2 separate regions of the Sus scrofa genome follow, and region 1 is linked to region 2. Evidence: chromatin contacts called from public Hi-C data. All regions are on one chromosome and are shown on one strand. Each heading gives the region's core, a stretch centred on a gene start, on an enhancer-like site or on the middle of the called end of the contact. The rest is flanking DNA. Distances are from core to core; before and after follow the strand shown. Region 1 holds the start of CLUAP1 (clusterin associated protein 1). Region 2 holds the start of CREBBP (CREB-binding protein).

Region 1 (6,817 bases), core at 1,107-3,606, 370 kb before region 2:
AGCAGTGACAACTCCATTTTCTTTACCTGCTGCACCACCAGGAAACCACAATTTGTTTTCTATTTTCCTTTTATTCAGATTGTCATATAGATGGAATCTACAGTATGAAAGCTTTTGAGTCTGACTTCCTGGACTTAGTATATATAAGGCATTGGAAATCCATTACTGTCCTTATGTGTTACGGCAGTTTGCTTCGTTTATTAAATTGCCGAGTGGTCCTCCATTGCGTGGGTGTACCACAGGGGTTTATCCATTCATAAACTGAGGGACACTTGAGTGGCTTCTGGTTTGGGGCGATTATAAATAAAGCTGCTCTCAATATTTGTGTACAGATTTTTTGTGTGAACATAAATTCTCATTTCTCTTGGGCAAATACCTGAGAGTGGTATTGCGGAGCTGTATGTTACATGTATATTTAACTTTATTAAGAAACAACCTGTCGGGGGCGACATGGGGGCTCATTGTTACAATGGCTCTTTCTGCTGACCCACGAAACGGACCGCCTTGCTCAAGCGACATCCTGTTTTCACCACTGGTGCCGACTTTCCCCAGATGACGAGACCCCCCTACCGTGGGACACCACACACCTCCAGCTTTCTCAGGATTACAAGACCCCCCCCTACGGTGAGACACCACCAACTTTGTCACGACTATGTGACCATAGAGTCCAGCTGCAGGCAAAAGATAAACTAACCTCCCTTCGCCTCAGGGAATCCAGTTTCCCATCCAAGGGGCATAAGAAGGCCCCAAAAGAAGGGCAGGGGGCTGGCTCTTCTCAAGGGTCCGTCACCCTCTCCCTTTCCCCTCTAATAAATTTTCTTCTCTTTGTCTGAACACCCGGCTTGTTCTCTTTCTCCGCACTCGCCTTACACTACCAACTGTTTTCCAAAGTGGATGTACAGTTTCACGTTCCCACCAACACTGTAGGAAGGGCCAAGTCCCTCCACATCCTTTCAGACCCTTAACTGTCAGGGCTTTCGTTGTACTTGGTTGTTATTTTAGCTGTTCTCAAACTACCCAGTGATATCTTGTGGTTTAATATACATTTCTCTAACGACTAATAATCTTGAGTATCTTTTCCTTTGCTTATTATTTGTAATGAAATGAAATTCATATTTTTTTTTCTTTTTAGAGCTGCGCCCATGGCATATGGAAGTTCCCAGACTAGGGGTCGAATTGGAGCTGCAGTTGTCAGCCTACACACCACAGCCACATTAACGTGGGATACCAAGGGCGTCTGCCACCTGCACCGCAGCTCATGGAAACATCAGATCTTTAACCCACTGAGCAAGGCCAGGGATCGAACCCGCATCCTTGTGGATAGTAGTCAGATTCGTTTCTGCTGCACCATAATGGGAACTCCCTGGATAAGGTTTATTTATTTATTTATTTAAGGATGATGTTTTTGTTTAACCCAGTCACGAACCTTTCACCTCTAAGTTTTCTTCTAGAAAAGCTATAGTTCTTGGTTTTACTCTTAAATAAGGATGGATGCTCATTTATTTGCATTCCGAATTGTTCCCAAACCATTTGTTGAAAGCTCTTTCTTTCTATCCCCTCTGAAGGTCTTCGTCACAATGACCACGCATGTATGGATCTATTTCGGAACTCCGTGCATTTATGTGTGCAACTTCACCAAAACCGATTGTGGGTTTGGCAGTCATTCCTCAGCGTCCACCCTTCTGGGATCAGCTGATTTCACCTTCCCCAGCCCTTCCTGTCACCTGTTTCCAACCGTGGCAGCCCAGCTTAGGGCAGTCCCAAGCGAGCCCGCAGCTAACCCGGCCAAGGGTCGGCGGTGCTCCTCACCCGGAGCCGCCCCCTCAAACTGGCGCACCAATAGGCTCCAGCCCGCTGAGCACACGGTTGCCAGGACAACCGCCAGCGCGCGAAGAGCCGGGCCGGCTTCCGGCCTGTCGTAAAGCTCGATCCCGCTGCGCGTGCGCAGGTAGCAGCCCGGCCCACTGTCGCCGCCCAGCGGTCAGTCCCTTCACTCAGGAGGTGCTTCATTTTACCCTCGCTAGTGAGATGCATGCTGGGTACAGGACGCAGGCGGGAGACCTGCCTCCTAACACTATCCTACATTCTGTCTAGAGCAGTTGAGGAGGAAACGAGTAGTATGTAGAGTGCCTCTCAAAGTGTCAGGCGCTTGGATGGTGCTCAGAACGTGTCAAGTCAAGGGGCCCAGACGCCATCCGGGCCAAGATCCCACGCCGGCTCCCTCAGCGTCCGGAGACGCCCCCTGCCGGCCGCCCTGTGTCCGGCGAGTGTGGAGCATGCGCACATGGCCCGACCAGGTCGCCTCCCGTCTGGATTGGCCCCGGCTACTCGCCGTCCACGCTCCCTCCGTGCGTTACTATAGAGACCCGTGAGCGCTGAGGGGCGAGCGGCGGAGACTCCGGGCTTCTCGGGACCAAAGAGACATGTCTTTCCGCGACCTCCGCAGTAAGGCAGCCTTGCCCCCGTGACCTGCGGTCCTCCTGATGCTCGGGCTCCCTCCCGCCGGGTCCCCCGTCCGAGCCCCCCCGAGGCTCGAGCGCCGGAGCTCCTCCTGGGCTTCCGCGGCTTGGGACGCCCCTGGCCCGCCTCCCGCAACCCCGGCCTGGGCGCCCCAGCCCAGTCTCACGGCCCTTTCCCAATGAGGGCAGGTTGTGTATCTGCCGCTGGCCACGTGTGGTTTGTGTGGCTGAGGAATCCAAACTTTAATTTGGTTTACTTAAAAAATGTTTTTTTTAAATTCTAAACGATTTTTTCCCCATTGTAGCTGGTTTGCAATGTTCTGTCAGTTTCCTACTATACAGCAAGGTGACCCAGTCACACACACACATATACATTCTTGGTTTACTTTAAACTGATTTATACAGCCAGGTGGTATAAACGTTCGCTGACGAATTGGAAAACGCTAAACCGTTTTAGAGTTGGGTTAGCATAGATCTCCGAGAAACGAACAACGAAGCCCAGGAGGGGCTGGTGACTACTAATTGCGGCTCAGATCTGCTCCTGTGGGGGGGGGGGGGTCCCTTGTTACACACCAGGTATTGTACATTCAGTGTCTTATTTTAGTCCTCATTTTAACAGTGCGGCGGGTCCTGTAGTTCCTGGATGAAATACTTTGAGGCAGAGCTGTAAAGTCGCTTGTTTTAGGCCACACAGCTACAACTCTGAAAGTAATGGGTCCAGATGTAGGATTGTGCGACTCACAGTTTCTTGGCTTTTATGCGCTGTCATTGTCTCACCCTGAAGCAGTTCAGTCAAATGGCTCCACGTGCATGGCTCTAGCAGGTGACTGCCAATTTGGTGTGATCTGAGGGGCTTAAGGCCAATTTTGTAACCAAATTGCTGGTGCCTGAAATGTTCCCATTAAAGATGAGTCCTTTCAGTTGTGAATTGTTCTTTTTCTGTAACGTAAATATACAGAAAGAGACAGGAGATTTTATTGATGCCTCCTGCTAGCTCTACTGTTTGAATCTATGCCCTCAGGGATGGGGAGGTTCTTGGTGACGCTCTATGGTAGACCATTGTAGAGACGGTTCTCTTCCCTCATAGTTGAGGGTGGCCAGTATTCTGCTAGGGGACCCTGAACAGAGCTGTATTTGGAAAAGTGTACGAGAAGGAGATTTCTGAACATTCTGACCTTAAACAGTGTACAATTAAGCAGTTCATGTTAAGAATCTTACTCAAATTGTCTCCATTTTGACAAAAGTACTGCAGAATTAACAGAACTTGACTCCTACCTGGCAGGAAGAAGGCAATGCCTGACTGTGATAAGAAGGCTGCCGCTTTATTCTCCATCACTTTTTCAACTTTTCCCCAAACAGTGGCAGAGGCCCTCTGCTGCTCTTTGCTCTGCTGGTGTCTTCTCTTCTGTTGTCTGCTGAAATCCACCCTAACCTCCAGTGCCCAGGTAGTTTGTGAATGTCATTGGGACATTTTGAATATCCCCTTCAAGAAGAGTGAAGACGGGCATTACTTAGTGAGAAGCACACTGAATGCAGATCTTGGCACAACATAAGAACTAAAAAAATGTTTTATTTTTATTTCCAAGCCTTGCTTAAAGCTTAGTGACCGCAATCTCTGGTATCAATAAGTATTAGTATTGTTTCTTAGTCTGTTGGATAGTACATCTAAATACTGCTATGTAATTCAATCATTGTCTTTAAGATTTCTGTGGATATAATGTAACTAATGTTTAGATTTTTGAGTTATTAAGGTCCTGTATGTTCACTAAAAAAGACAACTCAGAAATAACAGACATGAATTTCACCCTACCACCATTACCTCCCTCCAGAAAACCATAGTTAACATTTAAAATTAATTTTTTTGTTACATTTTATAAGGCCAGGTGTTTCTCATTTTGAGTGATAAAGAGAAAGCTATCCAAGATATAAGTGAGGTATCCAAGAGAGAAGTTAAAGTCATAGCCAATCCCTAACCTTACTTTACGGTTTCCACTTCTCCCATTGAACGTAAATATTTTTCAGGAAGCAGATTAGGTCAGTGTTAACTCTTATTCTCCTTTTTTCTTTCCCTTTTAGAGAGTTGATAAATAGTCCATAAAAGCGGCAGTAGGTTGGGAATAACAAGAGAAGGCAAAGAAGGTGTCTTAAGTTAATAAGTAGTTGCCGTTTGACAGGAAACTGACTGAATTGTATTTTACCTTGGACAGATTTTACAGAGATGATGAGAGCCTTGGGATACCCTCGACATATTTCTATGGAAAATTTCCGCACACCAAATTTTGACCTTGTATCTGAAGTGCTTCTCTGGCTTGTGAAAAGGTTAGAATTGCATTTTATTGAGCTTGAAAAATAAATACTATGAAATAGGTGATTAAGGAGAACCTACTGTATAGCACAGGAAAATCTACTCAGTAGTTTATAACCTACATGGCAAAAAAGAATGAATATATTTATATGTATAACTGATTCATTTTACTGTAGATATGAAGCTAATACAACATTGTAGGTCAACTCTACTCCAATGGAATTAAATTAAGGAGGAAAAAAAAAAAAGAGGGGTTCCCATCATGGCTCAGCAGAAACGAATCTGACTAGCATTCATGATGACGCAGGTTCGATCCCTGGCCTTGCTCAGTGAGTTAAGGATCCAGCGTTGCCAAGAGCTGTGGTATAGGTCACAGACGTGGCTTGGATCTGGCACGGCTGTGGCTGTGGCGTAGGCCGGTAGCTGCAGCTCCGATTGGACCCCTAGCCTGGGAACCTCCATATGCCGCGGGTGTGACTCTAAAAAGACAAAAAAATATACAAATTAAAGAAGAGTTCGAACTGTGGTGCAGGGGGTTAATGATCTGGCTGATATCGTGGCATTGTTAGTTCCATCCCAGCGGAGAGCAGTGGGTTAAGGGATCTGCTGTTGCTGCAGCGGCTGTGTAGTTTGCAGCTGCAGCTCTGCTTTGGTCTCTGGCCTGGGGAAATTCCACATTGCTGAGGTGTGGCCATTTAAAAAAAAAGAAGGAAGGAACACTAGATGTTAGTCATTAGCCACCTAGAAACGGTGCTTTTTTGAAGCAAAAGGAAAAATTCTGTACAGTTGGACAGACAGTTGTAACCTGTTACCAGTCAGTCGAGTTTAAAGAAGGCTCTGGGAGAGGGGCTTATACCAGCCAGCGGTAAAAGGAGACTGTTCCTCAGTAGGAAGCAGACACTAGGGTGGTAGTCTGAGCTCCCTTTCATCCCCCCACCTTCAGGACCTCCTTGCACATTCTGATGAATACATGGGTTAGAAATAATACAGATTTCATCTTGTGTGAGAAATCTAATATGATTGAGGGTTGGCAAGCTTTTCAGTTAAGGAGATGGTGAATATTTCAGGTGTCGTAGGCTACATAACATCTTTGTCGTGTTATTTCTTGCATTTTAATTTTTTTAAACCTTAAAAAATGTAAAAAACCCTTCTTAGTTTGCAGGCTGTACAGAAAGAGGCCAAGGGCTGCTGTCTCCTGACCCCTGGTGTGTCATCCATAACTCAAGGCAAGAAACTCTGCAGCTCTGCTGGACAGGGGCTGTTGGCCAGATTAATAGTTCTAATTTTTTTTGTCTTTTTAGGGCCGCACCCGCAGCATATGGAGGTTCCCAGGCTAGGGGTTGAATCGGAGCTGTAGCTGATGGCCTACGCCACAGCCACAGCAACTTGGGATCTGAACCATGTCTGCGACCTACACCACAGCTCATATGGCAACACCGGATCCTTAGCCCACTGAGCGAGGCCAGGGATCAAACCTGCGTCCTCATGGATGCGAGTCAGAATTTTTTCCACTGAGCCACGGCAGGAACTCTTAGTTCTGATTATTTTAATTAAACTTTAAAATCTGAGATAGATTTAATTTTGTAAGCTGAGCTCCAAATTTGGCTTTTGAAATCTGTCACCGCTCTTTTTAGGTGAGGATTTGTTCGCCTGGAAGTTCGGTGTTTTTGTTGCTTTTGAAGGCTCGCTTACTCTCACTACCTTAGCTGGGGCCTCAGAGCTTCCTGTTGCAGATCCACCCTCTCTGAGCTGCCTTGCTTTCTCTCTTGTGGATTTTCTCCTTCATTCGTGTCTTCTCTCTTTCTCTACAACAGGTACGAACCTCAGACCGACATCCCTTCTGATGTTGACACTGAACAAGACCGTGTTTTCTTCATTAAGGCCGTTGCCCAGTTCATGGTTCGTTCACAGTTACTTGATGAAATTGTAAAATCAAATACCTTAGGACGAGATGAGACCCAGTTAGGGTTGCTTTCAAGTTTCTAAACACACTCTGTTATCAGATTTCTGTGAAGCCATTTCACCACGAGTTTTCTGGGGTTTTTTTTTTGGC
Region 2 (7,660 bases), core at 972-3,471:
AGTGCCTCAAAAGGATCAAAATTAGAAAGGGAAAAAAGTGGTCAAAATCCACCCTTTCTGATAAATTTTACTGTGATCAGCCACACATTAAGTAGATATCTGACCATCCAATAACAGAAGTGCCCCAAGAGCCAGTCCTTTGGGTGCCATCTTGAAAAGAGGTACAAGTTTACAGTGGGACAAGCCTTTCTGCTACGTCTCACGTAACTCCCTTGTCCCTCTGTATAAAAAGCAAAGTCTAAAATAACCTCAATCAACAACAGCAAAGCTGCAAAGCCATTCAAAAGTTACGTTTCAGAGGACAAGCTTCAAAGCAAACTTGTCCAGTATGATCTATATTTCATATGATTAAAGATTTTTCACTCAAACATGCCAAGATTAATGGAGCCAAGATGAGCTATTCTGCAGTAAAATCAGAGTTTTTTAAATGCAGTAAAATCAGAGCATTGAAATCATGGTTGTTCTCACATTTCTCATTTCAGATAAGCTGATTTTACAAAATTAACATCAAACACAACACTTCATCAGTTTTTTTTTTTTAAAGAAGAGTATTATTGGTGACTTTTATACACCATGAGACTTAACTGACTCTTCTCCAACTGTTTCAACAAATTTCATTTCAACTAGACAAGAATCTCATGATTTTTTTTTTACACTTTCTCTCAATTCTACATTAAAAAATAGTCTAGGAATTGTAGTAAAACTGCAGCCACAAAACTCAAGTTTTGTTCCAACAATAGCAATAGATTTTTAGACCACTAGCAGAAAAACGCTAGTGGTCAGTCACAGAAATGTTTGCACAAGCTGAACAGCTGTGTCTACTGCAAATCTGAAGGCACTGCTGCAGCAATATAATTCAATTCTGACCCATTCATTATAAACTGATTTACAGATGCTGCTACTGCAAGATCACAGTGGAGAAATGCAAGCTGCGCTGGGGATCAAATCGTTCACCGAAGCGCACAAGTTTTTAACGCAAAGGAGAGCTCTGAAAGAGGAAATACAACTAGTTCATAACGCTACCATGAACCAGCCCAGAAGAACCTAAAACTATAAATGAATAGAAAACTAAAACACTTCCCTTAGGTAATTGATGTGATCACCTAAGAAAGTTTCCAGGGAAGATGTTTAAAACAGTGAATTTATTCAGTATCCTACCGAAAAAACTAGGGAGGAAGACTGTAATTCCCCCATTCCTTAACATATTTTTTCTTCTTACATCTTCACTGTAAAAGCAACACAAGCTCACTTGCAGATTGCAGCCCGGATCAATCTGCTATTTAACTTTCTTCCGAAGTTACAGTCTTGAAATTAAACACCCCACTTAGGACGTCTTCCGAAGTTTGGGGCTGTGAAAAATGGGATAGCTCAGGAGACCAACAACAAGAGTTTTCAAAGTAACTACTAAGCATTTTTCCCAAGCAGCACATTCCAAAAAACTTCTAAGTCGTAACTCAAGAGGCTGGCTGCAGCTCTGCGTGTCTTCTGGTTGCCTTGTGAATGTGCTACCAATTCAGAAAACATTTCGGGTCCCCTTTGGGCTGCACGCTTTCCTTCCCTCACTGGCAAACGCACCCTCCGCTGTCATCCCTTCAAACAGCCACGCGTGTGTCGACCCACGGCGGCAGAGGGTGGCAAAGGGACTCACCACGCAGAACAAACACGCTCCGCTTTACTTTTCCCCCCTGGAAGTACCACTCGGGCTCCACGCGAGGAGGGCTCGCCAACTCCGGGCTATGCGAGCGCACCGGGCATGTGCCGCCCCACTCGGGCCCCAGGCAGTCTTCCGACAAACTTCCCCCTCCGCGGCCGGGGTCCCGGGGAAAGGGCCCCGCACGCCCGCCCTCGAGTTCGGGTCCCCCGGGGGCACTCACCTCCGGGCAGGGCTGTCAGCGACCCCCGGGGCCCCTGTTCCCGCCCGGCCCCCTACTCACCTGTGCTGTCATTCGCAGAGAAGCCGGGCGAGCTGAGTTTGGCTCGTTTGGGGTTGGGCGGTCCGTCCAGCAAGTTCTCGGCCATTTTCACCTGCTCGCGAAAACAGCCCCGAGCGCGGGCGGCGGGGCCGGCGAGGGCTCCGGGGCGGGGGTCGGCGCCGGCCCCGGCCGGCTGCGAGGGGAGAGCGAGCGCGAGCCGCGAGTCGCGAGCGAGCGCCGAGGGAGAGGGAGGGCGCAGGGCCGGGTGGGGGAGGCGGCGGCCAAATCTCAGCCACAGCAACAGCGCCCCGCAGCGCTCACCGCCCGCCCCCGGCCGCCGCCGCCGCCGCCGCCGCCGGCCGCGGCCCCCTCATCCCCTGCCCGCCTCCCGAGCGCGACACTCCGCGGCGGGGGCGCCCCGGCGGCCCGGCGGCCCCCCGGGCCCGGCTGGCAGCGACGGCGCCCGGCCGGGCGGCTCAGGCAGTCCCCGGGAACATGGTGCCGCCGCCGCGCCGCCGCCTCGCTCCCCCCCCGCGCCCCACTTAATTAATTCGCTCGCGGCCCGACGACCGGGGGGCTCCGGGCTCCGCTCCCTGCCCGCGGCCCGCCGCCGCCGCCGCCGCCGCGAGGAAAAACAATGAGCGAAGCGGGGCCGCCGCCGCCGCCGCCGCCGCGGCCCCCCCACCCCCCGTTCCGCCGCCGCCGCCGCCGCCGCTGCCGCCGCCGCCGCCGCCGCCGCCGCGGCTCCGGGAGGCCGAGCCGAGAGGCGAGCGGGGCCGCCGGAGCGGGCGCCGAGGGCCAGGCGGAGCGGGCCGGCCGGGCGGAGCGGGGTGCGCGGGCGGTTGTGGGGCCCGGGACCGGCGGGGCCGAGTAGATCGCGCTCGAAGCCCCGGTCGGGTCCGCGACAAGATGGCGGCTGTTGATTCCTCAATTAAAAAAAAAAGAAAGTTTTTTTTCTTCTCTTTCCAGAGCCTGAACGGGGAGGGGGAGGGGGCGGGGCACGCCGGTGCGTCACCCCCCCCCGCGGCGTCACCACGCACGGCCCCCGCCCCGCCCCCTCCACCTGCGCCGGCCGCAGCGGAAAGAGCCGAGCGCGTTCGGACGGAAAGGGCCGAAGGCGCGGCTGCCGTACGTCGTGCGGCCGAGTGGCGGGGCGGCTAGACTGCCCGGCGGGGGCCGGGCCTGCGGGGCGCCGGGCGCCGGGCACCGCCGCCACTTTTGTTCTGACGGCGACTGGGCGGCGAGGGGTCTGGCTGCGGCCTGGCAGCAAGCCGGGCCCCCAGGCGCGGAGTTGGCGCCGCCCGGGCCTGCCCGTCCCGCAGGCGACTCTGCCCAGTCCCGGCTCCCCGCGCCCCTGCTCCGCGACCCTTCTCGGTGACCAGGGCTGGCAGCTTCTCCCCGCCGGATGCCAGCGTTGTGTCGTGGCCTCTGCAGGTTACAGACTGCTCTTGGGTCCGCCCGTGAGCGAGTGCAGATGGGGAAACTGAGGCAGGAAGTGGCAGGGCCGAGATTCGAAGGCCTCCACGTGAAGTGAGGAGGACGCAGGACTCCTGAGCCCTTGTTCCCCAGCCTGATGCAATAGGGGCCCCAGGTCCGACACCCTCACCTGCACCGGGAAGTGGTGAGCGCTGCTTCCCAGCCAAGCACACTCAGTCTGCGCCGGGCCCAGAAGGCCCCATTACATCAGGGCTTAGGGCCCTCGTGCCCTACGCAACCATCTGGACCCCGCAGGTGCTGCAGTCAGGTGTGAGGTTCCCCCGGAGGCCCGCCCGCGTGCCCACTATCCGCAGGACAGTTACACACAAATCTAAGGTGTTCACACATCTCAGCTCATTATCTGCTTCTCACAATTTGCCTGGGCTTCATCCCACGTCTTTATCTGAAGGGTATCACCAACGACCTGTTTGTTTCCTAAGCCAGAATTCTGTGAGTCCTCCTCTCCCTCCACCCACCAAGCAACCTGCCTCCCCAGATCCTTTACCTGGACAAATGGCTCTTCCTCCTCGTTCCACTGCCCCAGAGTCTTTTTTTTTTTTTCTTTTTGCTATTTTTTTGGGGGGCATATGGAGGTTCCCAGGCTAGGGGTTGAATCGGAGCCGTAGCCACCAGCCTACGCCAGAGCCACAGCAACACGGGATCCGAGCCGCGTCTGCAATCTACACCACAGCTCACGGCAACGCCGGATCGTTAACCCACTGAGCAAGGGCAGGGACCGAACCCGCAACCTCATGGTTCTTAGTCGGATTCGTTAACCACTGCGCCACAATGGGAACTCCCCCCAGAGTCTTCTTGCTTCTCCAGGGTGGTGGCATCTTCCCACCTCAGTGTCCCTTACAATCTGCATTTCTCCCAATGCACCACCTGAGTTAACTTCTTGGAAAAAGAAAGAACTCTGCTTAAAACAAATAGCTCCTACATGTAGGGAAAAAAAAAAACACATTTATATAGTCTCGGGTGGAAAACAACATGTATAGTTTGTTTCGTGTATATCATAAAGTACTGTGTGTGTATATATATGATATATGCCAAAAAAACTGATTGTCTTCAAGTGTCAAGCCTGAGTGCTCTCTCTCCTTTTTTCTATTTATCTGTATTGTTCAGAATCTTGACTGAGCCCCCTCCCTTGCATCCCTCTCTTCCACTTTCCCTTCCTCTCGCCACCCTCACTCCCCCACACCCACACAGCCGCTAGGAAGTTCTCACCACTCAGACTTCCTTATACTTCTGCAAAAGCTGTTCCAGTTAGAGCTGGGCAAATTCTAACTCATCCCAAGACCCAGTTCAAATATCACCTGTTCCAAGAAGCCCTCCCAGCCCGGTTTAGGGGTCGCATAACACTTGCGGGCATACTCTGTGAGGGCATACCACACACACCGTACGCTGTCATTTCATTCTTCGTGTTTTTATTTTTCCATCAAATATCCCTTGAGAATCTTCCGAAGGTGTTGCCACTGTGCTAATCTTTGGGGGCAAAAACTAAGGAAAGAAATCCCTATCTATTCAAAGAGGCCAAAGAGGAAGCCCTAGAAATCATAAACAGAAGCATCTGAGGAGTCCAGGAGGTGTTCAGAGCCACAGAGGAACACAGGGCCAGCAGCTTTCTGTACCCGAATGTGTCTTGGGTGGCCCTGTCATCACGAGTCCACGGGCCCTTTGAGAGCGGGGGCCAGGTCTTCGTCACAGTGCCATGCCCTGCGAGAGATAGGTTTGCAAAATTTGATGAATGAATGAATTAACTGTCAGGTCCTCCTGAGTCCTAAAGGCCTCCAGGACACGAAGACGGATGGGCTCTGGCCTGAGGCTTTGCTTGGATGGGTAGGGGCACCACCTGGCCCTCAGAGTCCCTGGGTTTACACAGCAGTGGGCAAATCAGCTCACACCATTCCCCCGACGAGGGGGACACTGAGGCCATCAGTCCCTGTGACCCAGACATAAATGACCTGGATGTGTCAGGACTGGGCATACTCATACCCACGGGAGTTTGAAGACCAGTGGCACGGGTTGGATCCCTGGCCTGGGAACTTCAGAATGCCACAGGTATGGCCAAAAAGGAAATAAAGAAGGGAGGGAGGCAGGGAGAAAGAAAGAATGAAAGAAGGAAGGAAAGGAGGAAAGAAGGAAGGAAAGAAAGGAGGAAAGAAAAGAGAGAACGGTGTGCTCAGACATCAGTGGGGGAAGAGCAAGGAAGGAGGCCTGGTTCCTGCCTGCTCACTCTGAGCTTGGGACCAAGGTCAACCCAGACCCAAGGGAGCCAATGCTGTTGAGTGCCTTCCGTATGTCAGACCACTCTGCCACATGCTCCATTTGGATCAGCACTTCCCACGACCCTGGAAGGACATATCATTGTCCTCATTTTACCGAGGAGGAAACAAGGCCCAGAGGAGGGCCCACCACTCAGCCCCTAAGAGGCTCAGCTGGATCGCAAACAAAAGGCTGCCTGCTCTTTCCAGTCTCAGGGGCCATGTCACCGAGGAATCCCCGTTGACAGAATGTTGAGGGCATGGCAGAGGAGCCGGGGGTAGAAATCAATCAGGAGAGACTGCCTGAGAGGAGTTCCTTTGAATCCATCAACGGATGAATGGAGAAACATAGTGTGTTACAGCCACGCCATGGCATAGTATTCAGCCCGACAAGGAATGAAGCACTGACACACGCGGCCAGGATGAACCTTGAAAACGTGATGCTTGAGGAAAGAAGACAGTCACCCAAACCCATATACTGTATGATTCCATTGATAGGACATATCCAGCATAGGCCCAAGCCATAGAGACGGAAAGCAGAGGCTTGGGGGACTGGGGAGAGGGGGAGACGGTGGAGGACAGCCAAAGGCTGTGGGGTTTCTGTCTGGGGTGATGAAGATGTTCTAAAATCGACAGTCATGATGGTCCGAACGTACTTGAAACCATTGAAGTGTACACTTTGGGTGAGCGGTAGAGGGTGTGCATTATCTCAATCAGACCGGGTCTTGACATTTCCATCTGGGAAGAAGGAAGAGAGACAAGGAGTGGAAGAGGGAGGTGGTGCTCCCGGCAGAAGGACACAAGTCAGGGGTCCAGGTGGGAGAGCGGAAAGAGGGACCTGAGTGACGGCACCAGGAAAAAGTGCCCGGGGGTTGGATCTGGTGGGATTGGAATTGCCCACCTGGGGGTTAAGGGATGTGCTCTGCAGGGAGAAAACGGAGACCCAGACGCAGAACTGGAAGGAGAGGATGTTGAAGAATGTGCACGTCAGGCACATTCAGCTGCCTCCGGCCTCGGACCCCAGTTGACGCTCCTGCTCAGTGGGCCCCGAACAGAGGCCACAGGCTTCTCCCCACTGCAGCTCCGCATCATGTGCTCACCCTCCCAGGAAGGGCCCCCGATTCTCTTCCGGGGGGCGGGGGTACCTTCTCACCGTGCCCGCCTCCGAACCTTTAATCTCTTCCCTCCTCCTGAATAAATGCAGAGTCTCCACTGCCCACCCTGATCCTATCCCATCTCCTCAATTCCCCGTCAAGCAGCTTGACCGAGTTGTCTACATCTGGCCTGACTCCAACTTCCCTTCTCCTATTCACTGTTTTGTTTTGCTTTGATTGATTTATTTTTGGCCACACCTGCGGCATATGGACGCTCAAGGGCCAGAGAGGGAACCCACACCACAGCAGCAACCCGAGCCACGGCAGTGACAGTGTCAGATCTTAACCCACTGAGTTGCCAGGGACCGCCACTCTTTTTATTTTTATTCATGAAGATTTTCAAGCAAGTTACAGAAAAGAATGTGTAGACACGCAGGTCTGTATTATTAACGTATGTGACATTAATGTTTGCTATATCAACTTCAGATTTTTTTTTTTTTTTTTTTAACGGCCGTCCTCGCAGCATATGGAAATTCCCAGCCTAGGAGTCGAATTGGAACTGCAGCTGCCTGCCTATACCACAGCCACAGCAATGCCAGATCCTTAACCCACTGAGCGAGGCCATAGATGAAAATCACTTCCTCAAGGATACTCGTCGGAGTCGTTACCACTGAGCCATGATGGGAACTCCCAGACCTGTATTTGCTTATTTATTTAAAGAACTCCATCTCAGGGAGTTCCTGCTATGCCTCAGCAGGTCACGAAACCAGCTAGTATCCATGAGGATGTGGGTTCGATCCCTGGCCTCACTCAGTGGGTTAAGGATCCTGAGTTGCCAACGCCCTGAGCTGTGGTGTAGGTTGAAGATGCAGCTCCGATTTGACCCCTAGTCTGGGAACTGCTGTATGCCATG

Evidence for each region. Hi-C and Micro-C count contacts between places; a contact is called where the count stands out from the background.
Region 1: a contact with region 2 is called in a Hi-C map of fetal skeletal muscle, with 1.7 times the contacts expected there. The contact joins the promoter of CLUAP1 here to the promoter of CREBBP in region 2. A contact is called at or near these places in 1 of 5 promoter capture datasets (fetal skeletal muscle), 3 of 47 Hi-C or Micro-C datasets (embryonic fibroblasts, fetal skeletal muscle and heart right ventricle) and 1 of 2 datasets of contacts at active chromatin or transcription factors (alveolar macrophages).

The regions. Positions count from the first base shown.
Region 1 is chr3:38,748,924-38,755,740 of Sscrofa11.1, reverse strand. CLUAP1 (clusterin associated protein 1) reads left to right here and starts at 2,356. Exons shown (of 12, transcript NM_001245000.1): 1 at 2,356-2,445; 2 at 4,667-4,778; 3 at 6,579-6,663. The coding sequence starts at 2,424. C3H16orf90 reads right to left here and starts at 2,286. Exons shown (of 4, transcript XM_021088380.1): 1 at 2,213-2,286; 2 at 1,810-1,964. The coding sequence starts at 2,286.
Region 2 is chr3:38,382,927-38,390,586 of Sscrofa11.1, reverse strand. It overlaps CREBBP (CREB-binding protein), which reads right to left and starts at 2,221. Exons shown (of 31, transcript XM_005662184.3): 1 at 1,935-2,221. The coding sequence starts at 2,019.